Linked DNA regions of Mus musculus: region 1 is linked to region 2. A link is a contact called in public Hi-C data. All regions are on one chromosome and are shown on one strand. Each heading gives the region's core, a stretch centred on a gene start, on an enhancer-like site or on the middle of the called end of the contact. The rest is flanking DNA. Distances are from core to core; before and after follow the strand shown. Region 1 overlaps Sh3kbp1 (SH3-domain kinase binding protein 1). Region 2 overlaps Sh3kbp1 (SH3-domain kinase binding protein 1).

What was found. Hi-C and Micro-C count contacts between places; a contact is called where the count stands out from the background.
Region 1: a Hi-C map of bone marrow-derived macrophages shows a contact between it and region 2, with 1.7 times the contacts expected there. The contact joins two enhancer-like sites. A contact is called at or near these places in 11 of 484 Hi-C or Micro-C datasets (the C2C12 cell line, CD8 central memory T cells, the MNK3 cell line and 8 more), 4 of 115 datasets of contacts at active chromatin or transcription factors (bone marrow-derived dendritic cells, embryonic fibroblasts, fibro-adipogenic progenitors and 1 more) and 3 of 9 other capture datasets (adipose tissue, liver and pancreatic islet).

The regions. Positions count from the first base shown.
Region 1 is chrX:159,907,200-159,910,996 of GRCm38.p6, reverse strand. The region is part of intron 9 of Sh3kbp1 (SH3-domain kinase binding protein 1); the gene reads right to left. Among named protein-coding and RNA genes, the nearest start is that of Map3k15, 79 kb to the left of the region's middle. Within about 2 kb of position 1,351, at least 51 of the 459 cell types and tissues checked have an H3K27ac peak or open chromatin away from gene starts, as enhancers often do. A contact at or near this core is called in bone marrow-derived macrophages, where this site is marked.
Region 2 is chrX:159,833,690-159,837,383 of GRCm38.p6, reverse strand. The region is part of intron 6 of Sh3kbp1 (SH3-domain kinase binding protein 1); the gene reads right to left. Among named protein-coding and RNA genes, the nearest start is that of Map3k15, 150 kb to the left of the region's middle. Within about 2 kb of position 1,908, at least 5 of the 459 cell types and tissues checked have an H3K27ac peak or open chromatin away from gene starts, as enhancers often do. A contact at or near this core is called in bone marrow-derived macrophages, where this site is marked.

The DNA.
Region 1 (3,797 bases), core at 102-2,601, 74 kb before region 2:
TAATAACAGACAGTGTGAAAAGTGGTCCCAAAAAGTATGCCTGTGAGCGTGGCAACAGGAGGGGGCGGGGTCTGCATTTATGAGGAGTGTCATGACCACTGCAGAGGCGGATAGGATTGAAAAGAAAGGGCTAGTTTGCAAGCCATGAGCTGTCAGTACTGGATAGGTACCAGCTAGCAGAGGGAGTTTATTCTCCCCACCCCCACCCCATCCTGCTTTTGGACTGAGTCCACTTTCTCTGGTTTCAGTAAGTTCAACTGATTATAATTACATCATTTCACTCTTCCCTTTCCCCCTCCAAACCCTCCCACATCCCCCTCCTTGCACTTTCAAGACCCATATGGCTCTAGACTAACTCCTCAAAACTTGGAAGTACTGCACATGGGCCTACTTTTGTATTTTAATATGCCAAACTGGGTGACGAGGACAGAAAAAGCAGAGCAGCAAATCACCAGCAAAAATGTGGCAATAATAAAGAAACACAGCAGTTGCTGATTCTCGAAGAAACAGAGATGAACAGACCCCAGAGTTGCTTTTCTTCAAAATGTTCAACTGTGGCTGGAAGAAGGCAATGGCATGAGGTTCAGCAGTAGGTCTAGGGATCCTCTGTGGAGTTTAACAGCTACATACAAACTAGCTCCTTCAACTCAGGCGAGCATTTAAAGTTCTGCATTTTTAGAATCAATCATTCCATTTATTCTCTCATCCCTCTCTCCCTGGTGAAAGACCAAAACCCCAGTTCCAAACTTGGGTGGCTTTAGGCTGCTTGACTTCTAGGTAAGAGCTGAAAACAGAGCAGTGGATGTGGGGCCATGAGTATAGGAGGAACCACCCCCCGCCCCCGCCATGGTGATGATGCTCAGGGGGACTGCAACAATCAGCTGGTAGCCAAGGGAGTCTAAAAACCTTATCACTCACTGTCTAGGCATAGAGAATTAATTTTTTTAAAAAACCAACAAGAAAATACCAGTAACAATAAAACCCAGAGAGGCAACATTTCCTGATTTGTTGTGGAGTCTAAAGCCTTCTGTGACCTCATGTATTTAGGGCACATAGATCTAAGTATGTGTATGCTCACCTCTGACTGCATATGCTTCAAACGGAAATAACCTGCCATCCTTCAAAGGACAAACCAGCTATATTTGATTATTACCATTACAGTACCAGGAAGGAAACATATCTGAAGGTTCCAGAGTATGGATAACAGGAAGGCAAACTGCTTCCTGCTGAAGGATTTCAAAACTGACTCTGCCCCTTGTTTGACAAGACTTGCCTGTTCCAACCCAAGGAGCTCGTCATCTGGCTCAACTGCTTTCTCCTGGCAGGAACTGTCATCTGTGGCTTTGCACTATGAACTAGTTTATAGCTCCTCCCCTCCAAACCACTGAGATATGCTTTGCTAAAAATAGTCTGAGGACAGGTCCTGATGGTTCGTTAGATAGAAGGAGATGGCTTAGCCAGTTTGATGTTGCTGTAGAACACCTAAATCTGAGTAATTTATGAAGAAACGAAGTTTATTTGGGTTCTTCATTCTGAAAGTCCAAAAATGCAGTGTTAGCTTCTGATTGGCTTATAATAAGGGTTTTCTACAACTTCGACTCCTGCCAGAAAGTGGGAGGGGCAGAAAGTACAGGTAGAAACAGCCCACATACAAGAAAACCCGAAGTGTGGTGCAGGATTGCAACCTATTTTCATGAAAACTAATTCAGTCTCAAGAAAATTAACACCGAGCGTGGTGGCGCACACCTTTAATCCCAGCACTTGGGAGGCAGAGGCAGGCAAATTTCTGAGTTTGAGGCCAGCCTGGTCTGCAAAGTGAGTTCCAGGACAGCCAGGGCTATACAGAGAAACCCTGTCTCACAAATCCAAAAAAAAAAAAAAGGGAAAGGAAAAGGAACGGAAAGGAAAGGAAAGAAAAGGAAAGGAAAGGAAAGGAAAGGGAAGAAAAGAAAGGGAAGAAAAGAAAAGAAAAAATTAGTCAGGTGTCTTCAATAATATACTAACCAGTGGTACTGGGAGGAGTAGAGAGAGGAAAAACTATGGTCAGGATATAATGCTACCAAGCTCCAACACAAATTTGAACAGAGCTCAAGCCTATTTAAATCCTAATACAGAATCAGAGCTTGGTTAGGGGAAGAGGTAAACAAAGTGTAGCTCAGATCTTTAGCAACTTTGGACCTTAGAAAACATCTTCATGTATCATGCTAAGATGTGAGACTGGAAAGGCTACAAATGGGTTTTTCCAGACCAGGGCACCCATCACAATTGTAGAGAAAGATGGGAGGCTCTGTCCTGCTATTACTGTGCCAATGTATCTGGAGGACCCACTACACTTTGAAAGCATGGAGCTAGGACAACAATCTGAGTGACATTAATGTCTATAACTGCTCCTCTGTACCTTCTAGAGTTCAAACAACTAGCTGCACTGTCATCTGCACAGGAGATGCCTGGGAACCATCATATAACCTCCTCTCAGGAGAATCTCTTGCTGGTTTCCTATCTCAGTCTCTAGCCACATTGTATGCATCTGTAGTCTCTCTTATGGTTGGGTCAATCTCATGCATGGCCTATTAGGGTCATCTAGGCTCTGTAATAGAGCTTCTTCCTAATAGGTTATCTCAGCACACCCCTTTATTCCATTCAGCCCACCCTGCAAGTAAGAACTTAATTATATATCCAGATCCTATGTCTAGTGGAAGGACCTGGGCATCCCTTTGTCTAGATAGTGGAATGTGACAGGAGCAAGCTTTATGAATTCCCTCTTCCTTCTTCCTTTTCTTTTATACTAGTACAAAAGGGAACAATGGACAGGAAAGAAAGCGCATAAGAAAAAGTAGGCATATTTGACACAATACCAAAACACAAAGAGATCCTATTATCTGCCAATTTTATACCATATACACTATAGTTATGATGAAGGAGAAGCTTGGGGTACACCAGCTCAAAGAAGTTCCAACTGGAAAATGAAATATAAGCCCTATAGACAAGAATATGACAAATGAGATGTTCAACTGGGAGAACTGTAAATACTGCTGGGGAAGGAAGAGGTGATACCATCTGGGGAAAACCACTGAGGCTTTATCAAATAGGTGACATAAAAACAGCTTGACTTCTGTATTTGCCAGGCACTAGCATAGCCTCACAAGAGACAGCTATATCATGTCAGCAAAATCTTGCTGGCATATGCAATAGTGTCTGCATTTGGTGGCTGATTATGGGATGGATCCCGGGGTGGGGCAGTCTCTGCATGGTCCTTCCTTCAGTCTCAGCTACAAACTTTGTCTTTGTAACTCCTTACATGGGTATTTTGTTCCCCATTCTAAGGAGGGACAAAGTATCCACACTTTGGTCTTCCTTCTTCTTGAGTTTCATGTGTTTTGCAAATTGTATCTTGGGTATTCTAAGTTTCTGGGCTAATATCCACTTATCTATTGGATGCAACACAGGGCTCCCAAAAGAGGAGCTAGAGAAAGTACCCAAGGAGCTGAAAAGGTCTGCAACCCTATAGGTGGAACAACAATATGAACTAACCAGTACCCCCAGAACTCGTGTCTCTAGCTGCATATGTAGCAGAAGATGGCCTAGTAGGCTATCAATGGGAGGAGAGGCCCTTGGTCTTGTGAAGATTATATACCTCAGTACAGGGGAATGCCAGGGTCAGGAAGCAGGAGTGGGTGGGTTGGAAAGCAGGGTAGGGGATGGTATAGGGGACTTGCAGGATAGCATTTGAATTGTAAATCAAGAAAATATCTAATAAAAATTGTTTAAATAAAAAAAAACAGCTTGACAAATTCAAT
Region 2 (3,694 bases), core at 659-3,158:
CTACCACCATCACAACCTGACCCTCCCTGAGCTCCGGCCCAATCTACCTATTTGCCCCTTCATTGTAATCATGCTTTCTCCCGATCCACACACATACCGTCAATCCTGTGACTTCCCATCATTTTTGAACACTCTTTTCCTTGAAAATATCTTTAGATACTCCCTTACTTTTCAGCATCCCAGGAAATTCCCTTCTGCCCGATTCTCACAGCAACTATGGACACAACTCTGCTAGTCCTTCTCCCTGCCTTATATGGTCCTTTATATATACAAGTTTCTCAGATCAAGGGACAATCTACCCAGGCATGGAGGTATATGCCTGTAATCCCAGAAGTTGGAAGGTAGAAACAGGAGCATCAACAGTTCATTATCATCCCCACCTACATAGTGGGTTAGAAATGAGCCTAGGGTCCATGGTAGCCTGTCTCAAACAAAACATAAATAAAAGGTTTTGAGACAATCCATGGTATCAGATGAGAAACCTAGAAATAATGACTGAGCCAAAGTATGACTTTGGTAAGAAGTGTTAAATACCAATTACCTAGATCATATCTACCTGACTCCTAATCAATAATCATCCGGGCAAACAAACAAGGAAAACCACTCTATACCTAATCTATAACTACAACATCTAGGTCAATTGTTTCTCCACTTTCATAATGCTGTGATTCTTCAATACAATTTGCCATGTTGTGGTGAGCTTCTCCAACCAGAAATTTATTTTCATTGATACTTCATTACTATAATTTTGCTAATGTTTATGAATCATAATATAAATATCAGATATACAGGATATGATATGTGCGGGATAGGATATCCACAGGTTGAGAACCACTGATCTGCATATACCACTCAGCTGATTGCTTTTGATGTGGATTGTCACCCATTCAGTCAGTCAGTCATAGAGAAATCTCAGGGTGCCACTGATGATCTGTACAAGAAATTTGGTGATGCTTCAGTAAATGAATACCTGAGGCAATTAATGAATAAATGGAAAGGGAATTTTCAGCTACACCACAAGCCCAGCAGGAGCACAGTGAGCTTTAGAGTTCTAACTGGATTAAGACAAAAGAGGGTCTTCACTTATCTTGTCAACAAACATTTACTGAAGACCAATGATACATAGTAGTTTTAACAATTTTTTTTCAAGGAATTGTAAATAGAGTGGTGACTAATGCAGACAAGGTCCCAAATTATGGCATTTACATTCTAGTGGCTGACATTTAAGACTTGGTAATATGAAACAAACAGTTGCCACAAATATAGCAAAATTCGAGTCTACTTTTTGGAGTTTCAAATCTTCCATAATCAAGATTTAAAAAAAAATGTCAGGCTGGAGAGATGGCTCTGTTGCTAAAGTGTTCGCCATGCAAACAAGAGGAATTCCTAGCACTCAGGTAGAACCAGGCACAGCAAGGTGAACCTATAATCCTGGTGCTGGGGAGGTACAGGCAGAGAGATCCCGAAAACCCATTGGCCAGCCAGTCTAACCAAACTGATCAGCTCCGGGTTCAGTGTGAGACCCTGGCCCAACAACTGAGGTGGAAGCTAGGCAAGGAGGCATTTGCCTTTTCACCCTAGCACACGGGGAAGTAGAGAAAAGCAGATTGCTGGGAGCTGGGAGCTAACCTGGTCTACAGATTGAGTTCCAAACCAACCAGAGCTACACAGTGAGACTACTTTAAAATAAGACTGAAGAAGACACATGGCAAATGAATTTATACACTACATGAAATCTCTCTCTCTGCAATGGTCCTGGAAAAGGTAACTATTCCTTTCTAGTAAAAAAGAACCTTAACTACGTGATTATTATATGATAAGTACTTTTCTAATCATTATACACATTTACTTAATCCTCGTGCTACCCGTAAGTGACAAATCATCTTGTTATTCTAATTTTAAAGATGAGGAACAGAAAGCTCTGAGTCACTAACTTGCCTTCTAAGGAAGCAGAGTTAGGATTTGAACCTGTCCTATCTGACCTGGCTGTTTAATAGCGTATGTGTGTGTGTGTGTGTGTGTGTGTGTGTGTACACTTTGACTTTAAACTCACTATGTAGCTGAGGGTGATCTTGAACTGTGTACCCTATAGCCTCCACCTCCAGGTAATTGACTTCTAACCATGCAGGAACACAGCTGGTTTACACAGTGCTGAGGATCGAAGCCTCGGCTTTCTGCACGCTGGGCTCTAGCTCCAGTCTGTAGAAATACAATAGTAAGAGCTCCTGAGACTGTGGCTCTTGGTAATGATCTGGCTGCGGTTAAAGATTTCTTGGAAAATACATTAGGCTGAGTGTTTCACAAAGTACACGTCGAGCATACATAAATAGCAGAAAACATCCAACCTGTCAAAAAAATAACCCTCGGGAGAGAGAGATGGCTCAGTACTTAAGAGCACATATTGTTCTTCCAGAGGACCAGAGTTTTATGCCCTTTATCAGGTGCCCTACAACCACATGTCACTCCACCTCCAGAGGATCTGATATGCTCTTCTGACTTCCAAGGGCAACTGCACTCACACAGGGAACATGGCTTGCTTGCACACACAGGCACACACACACTTAAATAATAATAATCTTTTAAAAACTGTAACATTGTTTCCCATTCCTTACCAACCCCCCTTTCCTTTTCCTAGACAAGGAAACATGGATACAATGGGAATAAATAAACTGAAGTCTAACAATCCCATATGTTTCACTTAACCAGTAAGCATCATAATACCATCTGCTCATTGAAAGCCACAGAGTTTGCAATCACTCTAAAGATGTCATATAATCATATCTTTCCATCCAACTGAGGAATATTCAATAATCTAAGTCTTAGATGAGTTTTTTTTTAAATCTTACCCAGTTGTGTTTTATTAGCCAAAGAATATATTAGCTCCTGGGCCTCACCAGAGCTTATTTCTCTTCAAAGGATTGGAGATTATGATTGTTTGAATGACAAAAGTCCTTATAGACTCATATATTTGAATCCTTGGTCCCCAGTTGGTAAAACTGTGTAGAAAGGATTAGGAGGTGTGGCATTGTTGGAGGAGTTGTGTCACTTGGGATAGGCTTTGAGGTTTCAAAAACACACATCATTTCCAGTTAGCTTGCTCTGTTTCCTGCTTGAGGATCAAAATGTAAACTCCCAGCTAGTACCCAGCACCATGTCTGGCTGACTGCTGTCACCTTCCCCAAAAGGATGCTGAAGGATTTTCCCTCTAAACTTTAAGCCCTAAATAAACTCTTTCTTATGTAAGTTGACTTGGTTGTGGTGTCTTGTCACAGCAATAGAAAAGGAACTAACAAGCATGGAGATTTCTTCTTTTAAAATTTTTAATCAAGAGAGAGAGAGGGGAAAGAGAGAACATTTTGTGTGTGTGTGTGTGTGTGTGTGTGTGTGTGTGTGTATGTATATATATATATATATATATACACATATACATACATACAAGTGCCGTAGCATTGTATAGAGGTCAGGGGACAGCTGGTGGGAGTAAGTTTTGTCCTTCCACCTTGGGGATCCTGGGGACCAAACCTGGGTCACTAAGCTTGATGGCAGGTAATTTTACCTGCTGAGCAATCTTCTTGGCCCCAGATCTCTTATTTACAATAGAGACTATTACTTTTGTTGTTTGTTTGTTTGTTTGAAATATGATTTTGCTATGTAGCATTAGATAGCACTGGAAATTATATAGACCAAGCTGGCC